Regions from separate parts of the Ovis aries genome. Here all the other regions are linked to region 1. A link is a contact called in public Hi-C data. All regions are on one chromosome and are shown on one strand. The core of a region is the stretch at or near the end of the contact, and the rest is flanking DNA. Distances in the headings are between cores, read along the strand shown.

Region 1 (5,071 bases), core at 66-2,565:
TTCTGAACTGCACCTAAGTCCCAACAAACCAAACTACTTCACAGGTGTTTACGTGTGTTTTTAATCGTAACACTCTTTATCGACAATACTTCCTCCCTCCTTTTTCTTTCTACTCTCAGTAACAAGAAAAATCTAGCCGACAGTTGTTTTCAACTAATTAACCAAACAAGTATTATCAAGTTCTAAATGTCTGAAAGGAACAAGTTATTGAAGAAATCTATTTATTACCCACCTAGAAAAACGACTGAGAATGGCAAAGGTTTCTGTTTTATAAAACCCAATGAAATATATCCATAAAGACTGCTACTAAAAACAAATCTATATAGATACAATTAAACGCAAAGGCCAAGTAATCGGTAACCGTATAAACAAATGTGGCAGCCATCTCAGCAGCAGCAAATCGCTCCCCGCAGTGACCTAACTTTCTTCAAAACAAAAGTTGCCAGGTTCAGCAACTTAATGAATCAGAAACATACACAGGGTATATGTTCCAGGAATCTAAGACTTCTGGACCTTGTGCCAAACAAAGGCACTCTTCCTTCGGATTGCTTAAAACTTTTCGTCCCACCTCATTCTTACAACCTCTTCTAAAATAACCAAAGAGGGAGTAACATCTTACTATTCAGCACCTAAAACACTATCCCGTTCGACATCAGAAAAGGAGAATTTAGGGGAACTTGAGAAAAAAACCGAAAAACACTAAAGTTTCCTCTCTTTTCTGGCCCGGGAGCTTTGTGGCTCGTAGACACTTCTCGTGAAATTTACCTTTCGGTCGGGCAGTGTCTCAAGGCAGCTTTTTCAAGGCTTCGCCTGACATGATTTCCTTCCCTTCATTAGTCACTTCGGATCCAGCCCAATTTCACTCTCCGGTGAGAGCGGATGTGGAGTGGCCTCCCGCAGAAGGAAGAGTAGGTGGCTTTGGTGGGGGCTGGGACGCGCGGGCTGGTTTCCCGGTCTCGAGTTTTGCAGGAGTTTCCCAGCCCCAACTAGGATCTCCGCCGAAAAAAAAACTTTTCACTCGTGACACCGCCCGGAATTACCGTGCGAAACTCACTTCCTGCCTTGGCGAACAGCAGGATCCAGCTCGGTCCAGGGGAACCCGGAAAACCAGCTCCCGGCGCGCCGGGGAGGGGGAGGGGAGGGGGCGTCCGCCCCGAGCCTGGGACTCCGGGCGACCCGCGCGCCCCGATACCCGACGGCTGCCGAAGGCGGCCGGCGGGGGCGAAGACGTCGCCGCGGCGCTGGGAGAGCCGCGGTCGCGCTAGGCCGCCACCTCCTCCTCGCCGCCGCCCCCGGAGCCGGGCGGCGGGGTTATTGTCTCGATAGAGCCTGCCGCGCCCTTCGCCTGCGCCGCCGCCGCCGCCGCGGCCGCCCCGAGCCGGAGCCGAGGGGCCGGGCTGGCTCGATGGCGGCCCCCTCCCCGGGCCGTCCGTCGGGCTGTCCGTCCTTCCGTCCGTCCCTCCCCGCCTTCCCTCCTCGCCCTCGAGCCCTCTTCTCCTCCTCCTCCCGTTTTCCCGCCGCCGCCCCCTCGCGCCCCTCCTCGTTCTTCTTCCCAGGCGGCGGTGGCTCCCCCGGGAAGCGCAAAGGCTGAGGGCAGGCGGCGGCTTCGTCTCCTCAGGAGCTCGCGGGGCCGCGGCAGGGGCCGAGGCTGCGTCCCGCGCCGCCGCGCCACATTCACTCGAGCGAGAGACTGCGAGGGGCGGGGAGGGGAGGGAGGGAGCGGAGAGAAAGGAGGAGGAAGGGGGCTGGGGCGCTGGGGAGTCACTGCCTCACAGGCCGCGGCGGCAACAGCGCCACCGCCCCGGCGGCGAGGGGGGAAGAGCAGCGCGCGGCGGCGGCGGCTCCGCGGCGGGGGCGGGGCGGCCTCCCGCGGGCTTCGCCCCAACCGCCAACAGCCGGGCTGGAGGCCGGCGCGAGCCAGTCACCGCGCGCGGGGGCGGTGCGGGCCGACGTCTGCGGCGGGAGGCGGCGGGGGGCGGCGGGCCGGGGACCGGGGGGCGGGGCTGGTGGCCGCCGGGGGTTCGCTGGTGAGGCCCGCTGCAGCCCAGGCCTCAGAGGCCTGCTGCCGCTACCCGGCTGCCCAAGGTGGGGGACTCCGACGAAGTGGAGCCCGGCTTGCCCGGTGCCCAGCTTGGGAGACCGAGAGTCTCCAGGCCTCCTCCACCCCGGCCGATTGAGTTTCTTTGTACGACAGTGATCGGTTCAAGTCCAACCCCGATTTCAAGGCTGCAGGTATCTCTTTCAACTGCAGCACTCCAACTTCCTCTAATGGCACGCTCGGTTTGCAGGAAACCACAGCGGCAGCTCGGAGAAGCTTCCCACGCCGGCCCTTGCTCCGAGCTTGCTCGCTCAGCAACGCAGCTCCTCCGAGTCTCAGCCTCACACCGGTGGGGAGACAAAGCTGGCCCTGGGACGGGGGAAAATGGCCCGCGAAATTGCCTCAAGATAATGCCTTTGTTAGAGGAAATATTGGATACACTCCGATACGCGACGTAGGCTTCCAACCCTGGAGGTTTCGGTCGTGCAGTCGTTGAATTTCGCTGGCCCTAGTGATTCAGCCTGGCAGCGTTTGCGTTTATTGCGGAGAGAGCTGCTTAGGCATTCTATCAACACATATGGCATAAAACGCCTCAACCATAACATTGCACAGTTTTTGCAGTTACTGCCTTACATATGTTAACAGACAAGACGGCCTTGTTTTACCCCGAGAAGGAACGCAATAGATACAAAACAAACCATTCCCCGCCCCCAGTCTCTGCTGTACTTAACAGCGTACGAGGATGGTAATTAGTCTAACTCTGTGTCCCTGAAGTCATTGCTTCAGTTCTTCCTTCTGTGTTCCAGAGATAATTATTTATAACCAAGTTTGAATAAAGAGCTGTATGCCCTACAGATGATTTTGGCTTGGATCCAAAGGAAGGAGTTGATAAAGTCCATCAAAGAATTATTTAGCAAAGTGAGTTGTACTCTAGTGACAAATACTTGAAATAACTCGGGAGACGTTCAAGACATTCTATGAGGGTGGGGAGCTATTAACTACTTCAGGACTACAAGAAGTAACAGACCTAGGGCCTTAGCCTAATAGCAGAAGTTGAAGGTTCACAGATAGTGCCAAAATGTTCAGGTTTATTCAGTGCTGAACTGAAGGTAAAAGCATTAAACTGGAAGTTAGGAAGAGAAACGGCAGCCGGGTATACTAGACCAAGCTAGTTATCCATTTTGGCCATTGTATAAAAGTTAGCGTATTATATAAGCTAATTTTAGTCATCACAAGAAAAATCTCCTACCCCACTTTCAAAAAGTGCTTTGAGTTTGCCCAGACTCAGTGGTAGAGCTCTCTCTCCTAAAGCAAGCCAGGATGGAGAGTCTCCCAGATCAGCGCAAGACTGGATGGCTTCTGGGATTCCAGTGTTGCATCTGGTCTCAGGTTGGTTCAAGACCTCTTTGAATGTGGCATCATAAATTCAGGTAGACCTAACTTCCCCTTCCCCGTCCCAATCCTCAACCTAAATAAACAGGACCAGCCCAGTCTGTGGGCTAGAACCTGCCCTGTCCCCCTAGCCCCCTTTTTTTTGTTTGTTTGTTTGTTTTAAACCTTAGACTCCTTAGACTCCCAATTTGAACCTATCTGGGCGATTACTATGTAGGCTTAGAAAAGTACCTATAACCCAAAACCCCTCCTACAATTCACCTGAAGTTTTGCCACTAGAGTTTAATCCCTTGAGTGGTTTATTTCTCTAGCACAAAGACATAATCCAGGGGAAAGGTAATATTTTAAGCCTTATTAGTCGTTTATACCAATTCATCAGATTGTTTCCCCAAAGCAGCTTTTGATGGAAGGGAATATAGAGATAGCATATGCTGATGCTGAGTAGGCAGGAGAGGGAAATGGGGTTTCATTCTTTGGGGCCATCCACAGAGTGGTAGAGACAATAAAGTGCCCCTCTCCCAGTTGATTGTTAAATAAGTCCAACTTACTCATACTGCTAGAATGAGCCCCAAAACACTGGCCTTAACAGAATGGAAGCCAGGACACACTAATGTTACCCATTTGGGACAGTTCCCTAGTGGTCCAGTAGTTAGGATTTGGCTCTTGCACTACATGGATCTGAGTTCCATCCCTGGTGGGGGAACTAAGATCCCACAAACCATGTGGTACAGACAAATTTAAATAAATTTTTTTAAAAAACCTATTTTGACATATTTCTTTAATAGCCCCTTTGCAAAGTTTCTTCAGCAGAAATTCACACAGAAAGGTGAAAAGACAGCCCTATGATCAGGGTACTCAAAAATAACAATTCATCTTTATTATTCATCAATGACTACTCCGTTCTAACTCATATGTGCAGCACATACAGAGAGAGCTAAATCTTCCGTTTGTTCTTTTTATACAAGGCACTTCTGTTCTGTGCTATACAGACTAGTTTGTTTTAAAAATCCTACTATAGTTTACCTAAGATGGACTTAACATTTCAATTTATGCTTAAAAGGAGAACTAAAACCCCACTTTAAATACGAATGCCTGTGATTCTGTAATAATTAACTGAACTCCAGAACCGCCGTAGAGAGTAAACTAATAAACATTTGTTGATAGCTCAATCTTCCCCATTTTGCTTCTCTAAATAATTCTCTGTGAAAGCAGGAATTCCTTCTTAGGGATTCCTCTTCCCAATGGCAGGGCTCAGGAAAGGTCTATCAGAGATAAGACACATATCTGAAGGAGAGCTGTAAGACCTTAAACGTTCCAGGGAATGCACATAGCCTGCATGTGGTGGCGGGGTGGAGGGGCTGGGGGAGATGCAGAAAGCCTACCCACTGTTTTAACATGAATTCCCCTGTCATTTCCCCCATGCCTGCCCAGCAGCTGTGCCAAAGCACTGTGGGCACAAAGTTAGCAGAAGGTGAGGAAAAGTTTAGGGTGCTCATTCTTCTTTTCTCCCGTTCTCAACAACTGTAAATAATTGGTTACCTAAAAACCAAAGTTTTTACCATAGCAGTTTCAGGAAAAATTAATTTTTGAGCTAGAATAGTGTTATACTTGGGGGAAAATATGTCTAGAAGCTTTAGATGA
Region 2 (5,101 bases), core at 2,106-4,605, 170 kb before region 1:
ATGTGACTATACAGGTTATACTTTTAGCTATTTGATAGCTTTTACCTTATCAGTGCTTTCGAAGACCAGAGAAGTAAAGAAAACCCGCAAGCCAAAAAAAATCAACACGGGTTTATGATAGAAATGAGGCTAGGTTACCCGATAGGTATTATGCACTTGAGGGGGCATAGGAGAACAACTAGGGCGCAGAGAATCCTATCCATGTGCTGGATGTGTTCACTTTGTGAAAATTCATCAAGCTGTATACTCTTACCCATGCACTTTTCTACACATTATACCTCTATAAAAAGCTTACTGAAAAAAAGACAAAAATTTCTTAGCATTGTAAATAGGTTTTTAAGATGTATGAGATTCATTTGTACTAAACACTACTAAATTGCACTAAAATTAAAAGTCTGGATATTTGTCATCTAGCAGCACAAATAAGAATTTTTAATATTTACAATGAATGTCTACTCCAATTCTTATATGTTTAAATAGAAACTGAATTACGGCCTCATGCCAAAAAAAGAAAATTTAATTTAAAATCTGAATTTTCGTATTAGCAATTGCATCCTTAAAATGTAAATGAGAAACTATTCTTACATTCTATTAAAGAAATATAGTTCCAAATTTAAAACAAATCAATTTCTACTCAGCTTTCAAAGATTAATCATAAAATACCGTTTCCACAATACTGAAAAAAGAATTCTGTCTTCAAAACACCTACTACTATTGCATATTTATACATTTCAGCCCAAATTTGCAATAAGAATGTAAGGACTAGCTTATGACAACTTAACTACAGAGCAAACAGAAAACACACCACTAGGAAAGCATGTTAATACTTGTGAAAAACAGGAATAGGAACTGCAAATATAGAATAACTGGTCAAAGATTTTGCCTGGCCTAGATGTATTACATTTATGCTACAATTTTGCAAAATGCATTACAGCTGGTGACACAGTAACTCTGTTTCAATGCACTGTTTAAGTAACCAGCTTTTTTATTCTTTTACACTTTAAACTCCAAGCAACTAACACCTGATTTCAAAAAATAGCCCATTTTACTAAATGGCAGATAACTGGCAGCATATTGCCACCCAAACGCATTTTTCAACCATGTGAGTGGTGTTATGTTCACAATGAAGAATATTCTGTGATGTATTTCTTCTGCCCATAAGACACATTATCACAACCTTGAAAGCAAGGTTAGCTTACAAAGGTTTATCTACAAAATATTTTACTATTTGATTCCAATTTGTTCAGAATACAGCAACGCTCCAAACAGTTCTCAATTATTCAGAAATGTTCTAAGTGTTGAAATGAAGAGAAAGCTTAAAGCACTTTCAAAAGTTATGTAAGATAGCCAAAGCTATATATGTGATGACGAGTCAATAAAGATGTATGTGCACCCACTTATGAACTATTTTTGGCAAAACTGTATTACTGAATCTATTCATGTGGAAACAATTTATATAGCCAAGATGAATCATTTTACAACACAAATTACAAGACAAAATATCAATATCATGAAAAGCTTTTAAAAAGATGATTGGGGAAAAAGAGCCGTGTGAGGGGGCAGAGGGGGAGTAGTCCTAGATTAAAGAAAATAATCAAACGTACTGAGTGATCTCTTGATTATCTCTAAATCAGAAAAAGAAAATGGAGAAAAGGCGTCAGACTAATTGAAAAAATTTAGATGTTATATATTGTCAATATCAAATTTCTTGGATACATTAACAGTACTGTGGTAAAGTAGGTCATATACATAAGAGATTCTCATTTACTTGTTGAGGAGTGAATAGTCAAGGGATGAGGGTGGGTGTGTGCGTGTATGTATGTAAAAGTGGGTAGTGGGAGACAGAAATCTGTGGCTAACTATAAATACAGATGAAGGGAACATGGGAGTTATTCTTTCAGCATTTCTGTATGCATGAAATACTTTGAAACAAAAATGAGAAGAAAAACTTCAGTAAAATTTAAAAATCCAAACACCAACTTTTATCACTATCTATGCAGTAGCAATGCGGTATAGTTAGAGAAAACTAAAGGAAAATAGATTTACATGCATCACTATGAAATACCCCAAAAAAATCAAACAATTTTTTTAATAAGAGAAATCTTAGGCAACTACTATCCCTTTCCTCAAAAGATTTTGACAAAATGAACAAAACACTGAGAAATTTTCATATTCTGGACACTAGTTTTTAAAAGTTTATGCCCGTAAGAAAATAACCCTGAAACCTCTTACGAATTTTGTTAGCTGATATTACCGTACAAGGGAAATCTTACGTCAAAGTACACTACCTGGGAAGTGTATGAGAAGAGTGAATGCCATCCCAAATCTGGACTTCTATAAGTATACAGCAGGAATAATCCTGCACAGATTACTGTTTTTTTCTGAAAGGTTTAGGGCAGTGTGACCTTCTAGGAGGAAATTTTAATCCGACGCCAAAAGGGTGAACAGACATGAATCTTTTAACAACATGGATGGGCCCGGTTAGATTAACCTCTGAAGATGCTAAATTTGTGAACACAGGCCTAGGAACAACTATAACCCTAATTCTATTTGTCATCAGCCGCAGGCTTCCCTGTCAGCAACAACGGCCCGACACTGAGGCCCTAAGATCGGACAGTTTCTCAGGCGCAGTCTCCGCGCTTTTCCATTGCAAAAACCCCATCAGGCGCTCGCCATGAGGACTATTCCGGGCCCACCTGCGGCCATCTTAAGTTAGGGAAGAAAACGGGGGAGGCCCGGCACTGAATTCGAGGACTCAGCGACGACCACTGGCCGGGAGGCACGAAAAGGCAACCCCTCTACGTCCTTTGTAAGGATTCTGTGCAAACATTAACCTCCGAAAGTCGACTAACAAGGAAAACAGAAGCCGGGGGCTGGGGCCGCGGTGCCCCAATCAAACATGGGCACCAAGGGAACCCCGGTGGTCACGTGACGGGGCAGCGCGCCCCCGTCCGCGCTCTCCCCCTCGCCTGGGTTCCCGAGGTCTCGCTCGGGCCCGCACCCCTCCCCCAGTCGAGCTCGAGGACTTACTCGGGCGGGTAGAGCCGCAGCTCCTCGATTTCTCCTAGGAAGGAAAAAAGCGTCCGCATCTGCTCGCTCGTCACCGCAGAGGACAGATTTGTCACCTGAATCACTGCCGTAGGGGTGAGGCCGAAGCCTAAGCCCAAGCCGAAGCTGCCGGCGCTGTTCATCCTGATCCGCGCTGCCGCTGCCTCCCTCCCCAACGTCTACAGCGCGTCAGCGACGGAGCCGGGAAAGCGGAGATCGCGCGGCCGCGAGCGCGCTCCCGCTGGCGAATTCACGGCCACGGGCAGGTCTAGCCGCCCATTTCACAACTCCCCTGCTCTCCGGGCTGCGCGCGCCAGCCGGAAGCGTCGCCCTGGCAACCCGGAGGATCTCGCGAGGCTGCTGCCTGGGGCTTCCGGTTGTGTAAGGCTGTTGGTCCTGCTGCATTTCTCCCCGCCAAGATTTTGATTGAGGGTTTCCCCGGTTACGACTCCATCAAATTCTTGTGCTCCTGTAAACGCAAGAGACCCACCTCTTTCCAGTCTTTATAGTAGCTAAGACTGGGAAGTCAAGAGGCCTGCTGGTGCAAACCTGTTAAGAAGGGATGACTCTCGAGCATCGCAGTTAACTAACTTGGCTGAACTATAACGTGTCAGTATTACATTCACGCAGCTCCTCCTTCCCACCTATATAAAAAAACAAATTGACCGGCGTCCTAGTCATAGAAACACTTGGAAAGTTTTACGAAACATGTAAATTTAGACGGAATTAAGGAAGAAGGCAGTATGATGAAGGCCATGCGGTTGTCGTTTGTAACATTTTTTAGTTCATTCCGCAGGTATTAATAGTGTTATGTATCGGACAGACACGAACACATTAAGGACAGTTAAGAAGATCCACACAGACTTTGCAACCTAACGAGACACAAGTAACAGTAGTATGTGAAAATAGGGCAGCTGTTCCCAAAATGCCATCCGCAAAACCTGGAAGGTCCTCAGGGGCCTTTTCAGTGAATCTGTAAGGTCAAAAGCATCTTCACAATATGAAGACTTTATTTCCTTCACTTTGTTGAGAATTGCACTGATGGTGCAAAGCCAGCACCTTAGCAAAAATCAAGGCAGTGGTGTCAGACTGCACGACTACAGTGAGTCCCTCTACATACGAGCTTTTGAGTCACAAACTTTGAAAGATGCCAAGTGTCCCTGTATGCCAGGTACAGTGGCGGTACTACTACACTCTACAGGGTATTTTTTTGCGTGTTTATTAGTTTTTTATGTATTATTTGTGCATAAAGTATTATAAACCTCTTACAGTACAGTACTATATAGTCAGTTGCATTAGTTGGGTACCTAGGCTAACTTTGCTGGACTTATAAACAAATTGGACTTAAATGCTCTTAGAGTGGAACTTTTTCTTTATTGGGGGACTTACTTAGTGGAATTCAAGGACTTTCCTTTGGCTCAGAGGTTAAAGAATATGCCTACTATGTAGGAGATGCGGGTTCGATCTCTGGATCGGGAATATCCTCTGGAGGAGGAAATGGCAACCCACTCCAATATTTTTGCCTGAAAAACCCCATGGACAGAGGAGTCTGGCGGGTTCCAGTTCACAGGGTCATGAAGAGTCGGACACGACTGAGCGACTAACACTGTAGTGGTATTTTGTATTCACCTCCTTGCACTCATAGCATACACAATATATGATTTTTTAAAATAAGCTAGTTTAAGAATGCCCTTGACAGACTTCCCTAGTGGTCCGGTGGTTAATAATCCGTCTACCAATGCAGGGGACATGGGTCCCTGGTCAGGGGAAGATTCCATATGCTGTGGGGCAACAAAGCATTAACGTCCAAACTGCTGAGCCTGTGCACCCTAGAGCTCACGCTCTGCAACAAGAAAAGCTGCCACAGTGTGAAACTTGTGCACCCAAACTGCCGAATAGCCCGTGTTTGCCACAACTTGAGAAAGCCTAGCACAGTAATGACTCTGCGCAGCCAAAAATAAATACATAATTGTCCTTGTAAAAAGTGGTAAAAATTATTAATTTTACTAAATCTTCACTTCCTAGTATACACCTATTTCCTTTTTATAAAACC
Region 3 (5,141 bases), core at 973-3,472, 190 kb after region 1:
AAATGTATACAGTATAGCTGCTGTGGAAAATAGTATGCTGGTTCCTCAAAAATTAAACATAAAATTACCATCTGATTCAGTAATCCCCCTTCTAGGCACATATCCTGGAGAACTGAAAGTACACACTGAAACAGATATGTGTACACCAATGATCACAGCAGCATTATTCAAAATAGCCGAAAAGTAGAAACAACCCAATGTCCATGGATGGACAACTGGACAAATGTGGTATATCCGTACTACAGAATAATATTCTGCCTTAAAAAGGAGGGATATTCTGACACATGGATGAAGTTTAAAGACACACTGCTGAGTGAAATAAGCCAGTCACAGAAGAACACATATTCTAAGATTCCACTAGTATGAAGAACCTAAAATTGCTGAGTGAAATAAGCCAGTCACAGAAGAACACATATTCTAAGATTCCACTAGTATGAAGAACCTAAAATAGTCACATTCAAAGACAGAGAGAGAATAGTGATTACCAGAGACTAGAAGAGGGGATAATGAAAAGTTATTGTTTAATGCCCATGCAGAGTTTCAGTTTGGAATAATAAAAACGCTCTGGAGATGAATAGTGGCGATGGTTAGGTAACAATGTGAATGCACTTAACGCCACTGAATTATGCACTTAAAGATGATTAAAATGGTAAATTTTATTTATCTTTTACCACACACACACACACAAACCCAGGAAAAAAATCCACAATGTCACCCTTCTCAGTGATTTTTTTAGGAAAACATTTTGGAAAATAGTCATTTTTCATTAAAAATCTTAGGCATGTAACAAATGTAATACTGTTTAAAAAGAACTAATAAATACTTTTAAATCTCCCTGGTTTCATTTCTAATACAGTAAATATGGAAAGATATAACCCATATAAACAGAAGTTCTTAGGTCCTCAGTAATTTTTGAGTGGTAAAGAGATCCTCAGACTAAAAAGTTTGAGAATTACTGTCTTATATGAAATTTATTCTTTCTTCTTACACCTGTGTTACATTTCCTCATTTGCTGGTATAGCTTCATTTGACAGCTCTACCACCTACAGCCTGCAGACTAAAAGGACAGCTTGAAATATAGCCAAAATCATCACATGAACTCTTTATGATTATTTTAAGGTTCCCAATGCACCAAAACTATAAAGACTGATCAGCATAAGATGAGTGGCAACGTACAGCAGAAAACTGTTAAAAAGCTTACATGCTGATTGCTATGTTCTAAAGTGGTTTTATAAGGATCTTCCTTTTTCTGTTGGTTCTTCATTCGGATTTTCAGTTGAAAGCTAGATTTGGGAATGCGGGTGATAGTCGCATTGTTTCTGAAAACCACTCCATCCGTCGCAGCGGGAAAAAGAATTTCATTCTCTCACTCACCATCTTGCTACTAGTCTATTGCAGAGGGGTGTGGTTAGGCGCTAAGTAATCTATCCAAAACAGCGCTGAAGCTGCCCCTAACCGTGTCCAAGCAATCTTTTCCTCCATTTTGGGCCATGTCAATTAGCCCCGGCAAGAAGCAGAATGTTTTATACGGAAGAAGTAAATGAAAAGAAAATTAGAAAGCATGGACAGAAATAAGCAGCAAAATCATAGCGATTCCATTTTGCGTGGATGTTAAACGATCTGTGTGCCAACGATGCACACGAGGAGTAAATGAGAATTGTTATCTGAGTCTACAGCTGCCCTCACTTCTAACGACAGGTCTGCAGTTCCGGATGGGGGCGAAAGTCCAACGATTTTATCCCGATCATCTTTCTGCACTCCTTCGGGCCGGGCCTCTGATCAATCTGACTGCTTGCAGTCGAGGCAGTCCCAAACAAAGGGAATGGATGCCCTCCCGAGGGAGCACAGGAAGGAAAGGTGGCCCCACGTTCCCACGCCAGGTGTCCCTTGGGGTAGACCAAGAGGGCGGTGGGGAGGGAAGGTTCCAAGAGCGTCGTAGGGGTGCTGTTGGGAAAGGCTGGGCCCGGGGCGCCTGGCACTGACCAGGCAGAAGACCCCCGCCCACGGTCAAGGTTAACCCGCGCACGGGAGGTACCTGTGGAGGCCTCGCACAGCCAAAAGGCACTGGACGATCATGGGAGAGCCGGGAGGCGACGGGCTGCGGGCGCGTTGTCCTCCGGTCTGGGGGTGGGGGTGGCGGGGCGCCGGGAAGCGGTGCGGTGGCCTAGCGCAGGAGGCAACCGTGGCGGCGGCGGCCAGCTGGGCCTGAACCCTCCCACGTGCGGCAGCCCCACGCTGGCGCCCACTTCAGCCCCGCCCCGGCCCCGCCCCGGCCCCGCCCCATGCGTCTCGCACCGCCCCGGGGGCGGTTCTGGCGAGACGGCGGCCCGGAGCCAAGCGCAGCGAGGAGTGGGCTGAGGGGCGGCGGCGGTCTGGGAGCAGGGGAAGTTTGGGCCACCTCCGGCTGCGGTGCTGCGCTCCCGAGCCAGGCTGAAGCCCGGAGAACCAGGGGGCAAGTGGACACACTTACGGACGCTCTCGGGCCGCTGCCACCGTTTCGCATCCTCTTCCCTGGTAAGGGGCTTCTGTCTGGGGAAGGGTGCGTCTCCCGCCGCCCCAGTCCGGGCCTGCACGGCTCACCCGCAGCAAACGCTGTTGAGGCTAAGGCGAGGCCTGGGTAACGAAGGGAGGGAGAAGGAGGTCGATGTGCTCCGGGAAGAGGAATGGGGAGAAGCCTGGAGGAGGTTGGACTTCATTTTTGCCTCGCGTCCCCTCTCCCCCTCCCCGTTCTTTTTGCACCCTTCTGCCCTGGGTCCTAGGACTTGCAGCCCCGTGGCCTATAGGCTGGGCTCTCTTTTAAAATAAGCACCGAGCAGTAAACGTCCTCGCGGTGGGTACCACACCCTGGCTTTGAATAAGGGAACCTGGTGAGCAGATGGATGATGCGATTTAGTGGAAATAAGCCATTAATGCCGTCTGGCCCTGCGCCACTGTTTGGATGCGATAGTATTCCATGTGAATGAACATGACCTGGAGCTTCCAGTCTGTCCACGAGAGCACAGCTACTGCAGAGAGCATTGGTCGGCTTGTAGTATCCATCTACTTGGGCAATGATTATCTGACATGTCTGTTGATTGAATAGAAATGGCATTTTTATTAAAAATGACCCTCAATGGTTGAACAACCTTTGACTAATAAATTTCCTCATCCGGTAAACTGTCTCCACCTACGACTGTAAATTATGCATACATTTGAAAAAAATTTCATGAAATAAAGGAAGATGCCCTGCGTGGATCAGCTTCTGAGTCAGCAGTATGAAATCTCCCTCAAAATAGTACTAAAGCCTTTTGGGGATTTCTGTATCTGTACCCCTATGCTTATCTGGATACCTATCATATAAACTATTAAGATATAGTGAGCTGTTCAGTGAGAATCTAAGCTTATGTTGTACATGTTTTGAGAAAAAATTTACTTTTGCAAGTTTTAACATAACCTGATATTCCTAGGTGTAAATGAAAATGTCATACGTTACCATATCAATAATTTGTGCTCTGACTTTAAAAGAGTGAAAGTAATTCAGACTTTTGTTTTTGCTTTTTACCTTTAATGTAATTTATGACCTTTGTGATTTATAATCTTCTTCACTGCGTCTTTAAAATTACTTAATTCAGTGTTTTCCTTTTTCTTATCAAGGAAAAGTTTAAGCTTTGAACATGTCATCCATCAAGCACCTCGTTTATGCAGTCATTCGTTTCTTACGGGAACAAAGTCAGATGGATGCTTATACCTCAGATGAGCAAGAAAGTTTGGAAGGTAGGCACCTGTTCTCCCTGTTCATTTGTGTTATGATTATAAAGACTAAAATATCTATAAGTTTGACTTTATGATCTGTTGTTTCAAAATCAGAATATCTTGTTGATTTTTCAGGAAGAGAGACCTTATGGTAAGGTTGTAATGTTTTCATCCTCTGAGGCTTTTTTTTTCCAGTTAACAACAAGATAAGAGGACTTTTGTTTGTTTATTGAACAACTATTATGTCTCAGAACTATGCTATTCATATTATAGGGAAATTTTTCTCCATGGTAACTGTTAAGTCAGTTATTATCCCCATTCAACAGAGAAGTAAGTGAAACCTGATAGATTAAGTAATCTAACACAGCTAATATGTGACAAAGCTGAGATTTAAATCCTGGTTCTTACTCTGAAGATCCTCTCTTTTAATAGAAAAGCATCCAGTTTAGAATCAATGTCTGAAAACACCTTAGTCATTATTAAAGCACTTTGCAAAAGTCTAATAACTATTAATCTCTAATAACTTCCTACTGGGGCACTTGAAATAAGAGGATATCACCCTTGTTTTATGTTAGCTTTAAATATTAGATTTGGTAATCTGTAAAGTTGAGCAGGACTTGGATGATAGCATCACATGTTTCCTTGACACCATCTTTTCTGCTTCATGCTTATGCATTAGAAAATTTAAGTTCAGTATAACCGTAAGAAGATAGAATTTTGCAGATGGGCTCGTGGAGGTTCAGTGAGCCAGCTTCCTTGTGGCCTAAAGACTTAATTATTTCAATAAGATAGTGCATTGGGGAGAATTTAATAGATAACAGTACAATTTGAATTTTCTATCTTGAGCTGTTTCTCCTATAAAGGGGGACACATCTATTAATTTCAACAAGTACTTCCCCCTGTGAATATGCTTTAGGAAGTGGGGATGAAAATTGAGCATTTGCTCTAAATCTGCTTGCAATCTGGTGAGATAATCTTTCCAGGTGGCAGTGAGAGGAGCTTGTGATTCGCAGTTGGAGATTGCAATCAGTCCATTAAGGTCTTTTTGTCCTCCTTGGTTGTTAGACCATGTGAAGATAAAGGCGACTGGTTATCTAAGGAAAATGTTGTTTATAGTTACTCTGTAGCAAACAGATAATGGAATCATTTAATTAAAGATGTTTGTTTTGTCATCAAAGGCAGTTTAATACTTTTAAGGGCCTGAAAGAAAATTTAAAAAAAAAAGAGTTTTTTTAAAACCAAGATGTTGTGTCCTATGTTGAGGATAGTAGTCAGCCAAAAATGTGTCTTCAGCTGTGTGTTATATATGGCAGTCAGAAATGGTGCCAATTGTTTTTGACTGACCCCTATTTTTGACTCAGTGAGTCTAATTTAATTGAACATAAAATCACGTGGTAATATCTGCCCAC

What was found. Hi-C and Micro-C count contacts between places; a contact is called where the count stands out from the background.
Region 2: a contact with region 1 is called in a Hi-C map of tail adipose tissue, with 3 times the contacts expected there. The contact joins the promoter of SREK1 here to the promoter of ERBIN in region 1. A contact is called at or near these places in 2 of 16 Hi-C or Micro-C datasets (skin fibroblasts and tail adipose tissue).
Region 3: a Hi-C map of skin fibroblasts shows a contact between it and region 1, with 2.8 times the contacts expected there. The contact joins the promoter of NLN here to the promoter of ERBIN in region 1. A contact is called at or near these places in 2 of 16 Hi-C or Micro-C datasets (hypothalamus and skin fibroblasts).

Annotation. Positions count from the first base shown.
Region 1 is chr16:13,774,734-13,779,804 of ARS-UI_Ramb_v3.0, forward strand. It overlaps ERBIN (erbb2 interacting protein), which reads right to left and starts at 1,316. Exons shown (of 25, transcript XM_060400383.1): 1 at 766-1,316.
Region 2 is chr16:13,601,997-13,607,097 of ARS-UI_Ramb_v3.0, forward strand. SREK1 (splicing regulatory glutamic acid and lysine rich protein 1) reads right to left here and starts at 3,356. Exons shown (of 12, transcript XM_060400352.1): 1 at 3,031-3,356. The coding sequence starts at 3,191.
Region 3 is chr16:13,963,466-13,968,606 of ARS-UI_Ramb_v3.0, forward strand. It overlaps NLN (neurolysin), which reads right to left and starts at 2,223. Exons shown (of 13, transcript XM_004016928.6): 1 at 2,036-2,223. The coding sequence starts at 2,076. It overlaps SGTB (small glutamine rich tetratricopeptide repeat co-chaperone beta), which reads left to right and starts at 2,325. Exons shown (of 11, transcript XM_042233740.2): 1 at 2,325-2,514; 2 at 3,634-3,753. The coding sequence starts at 3,654.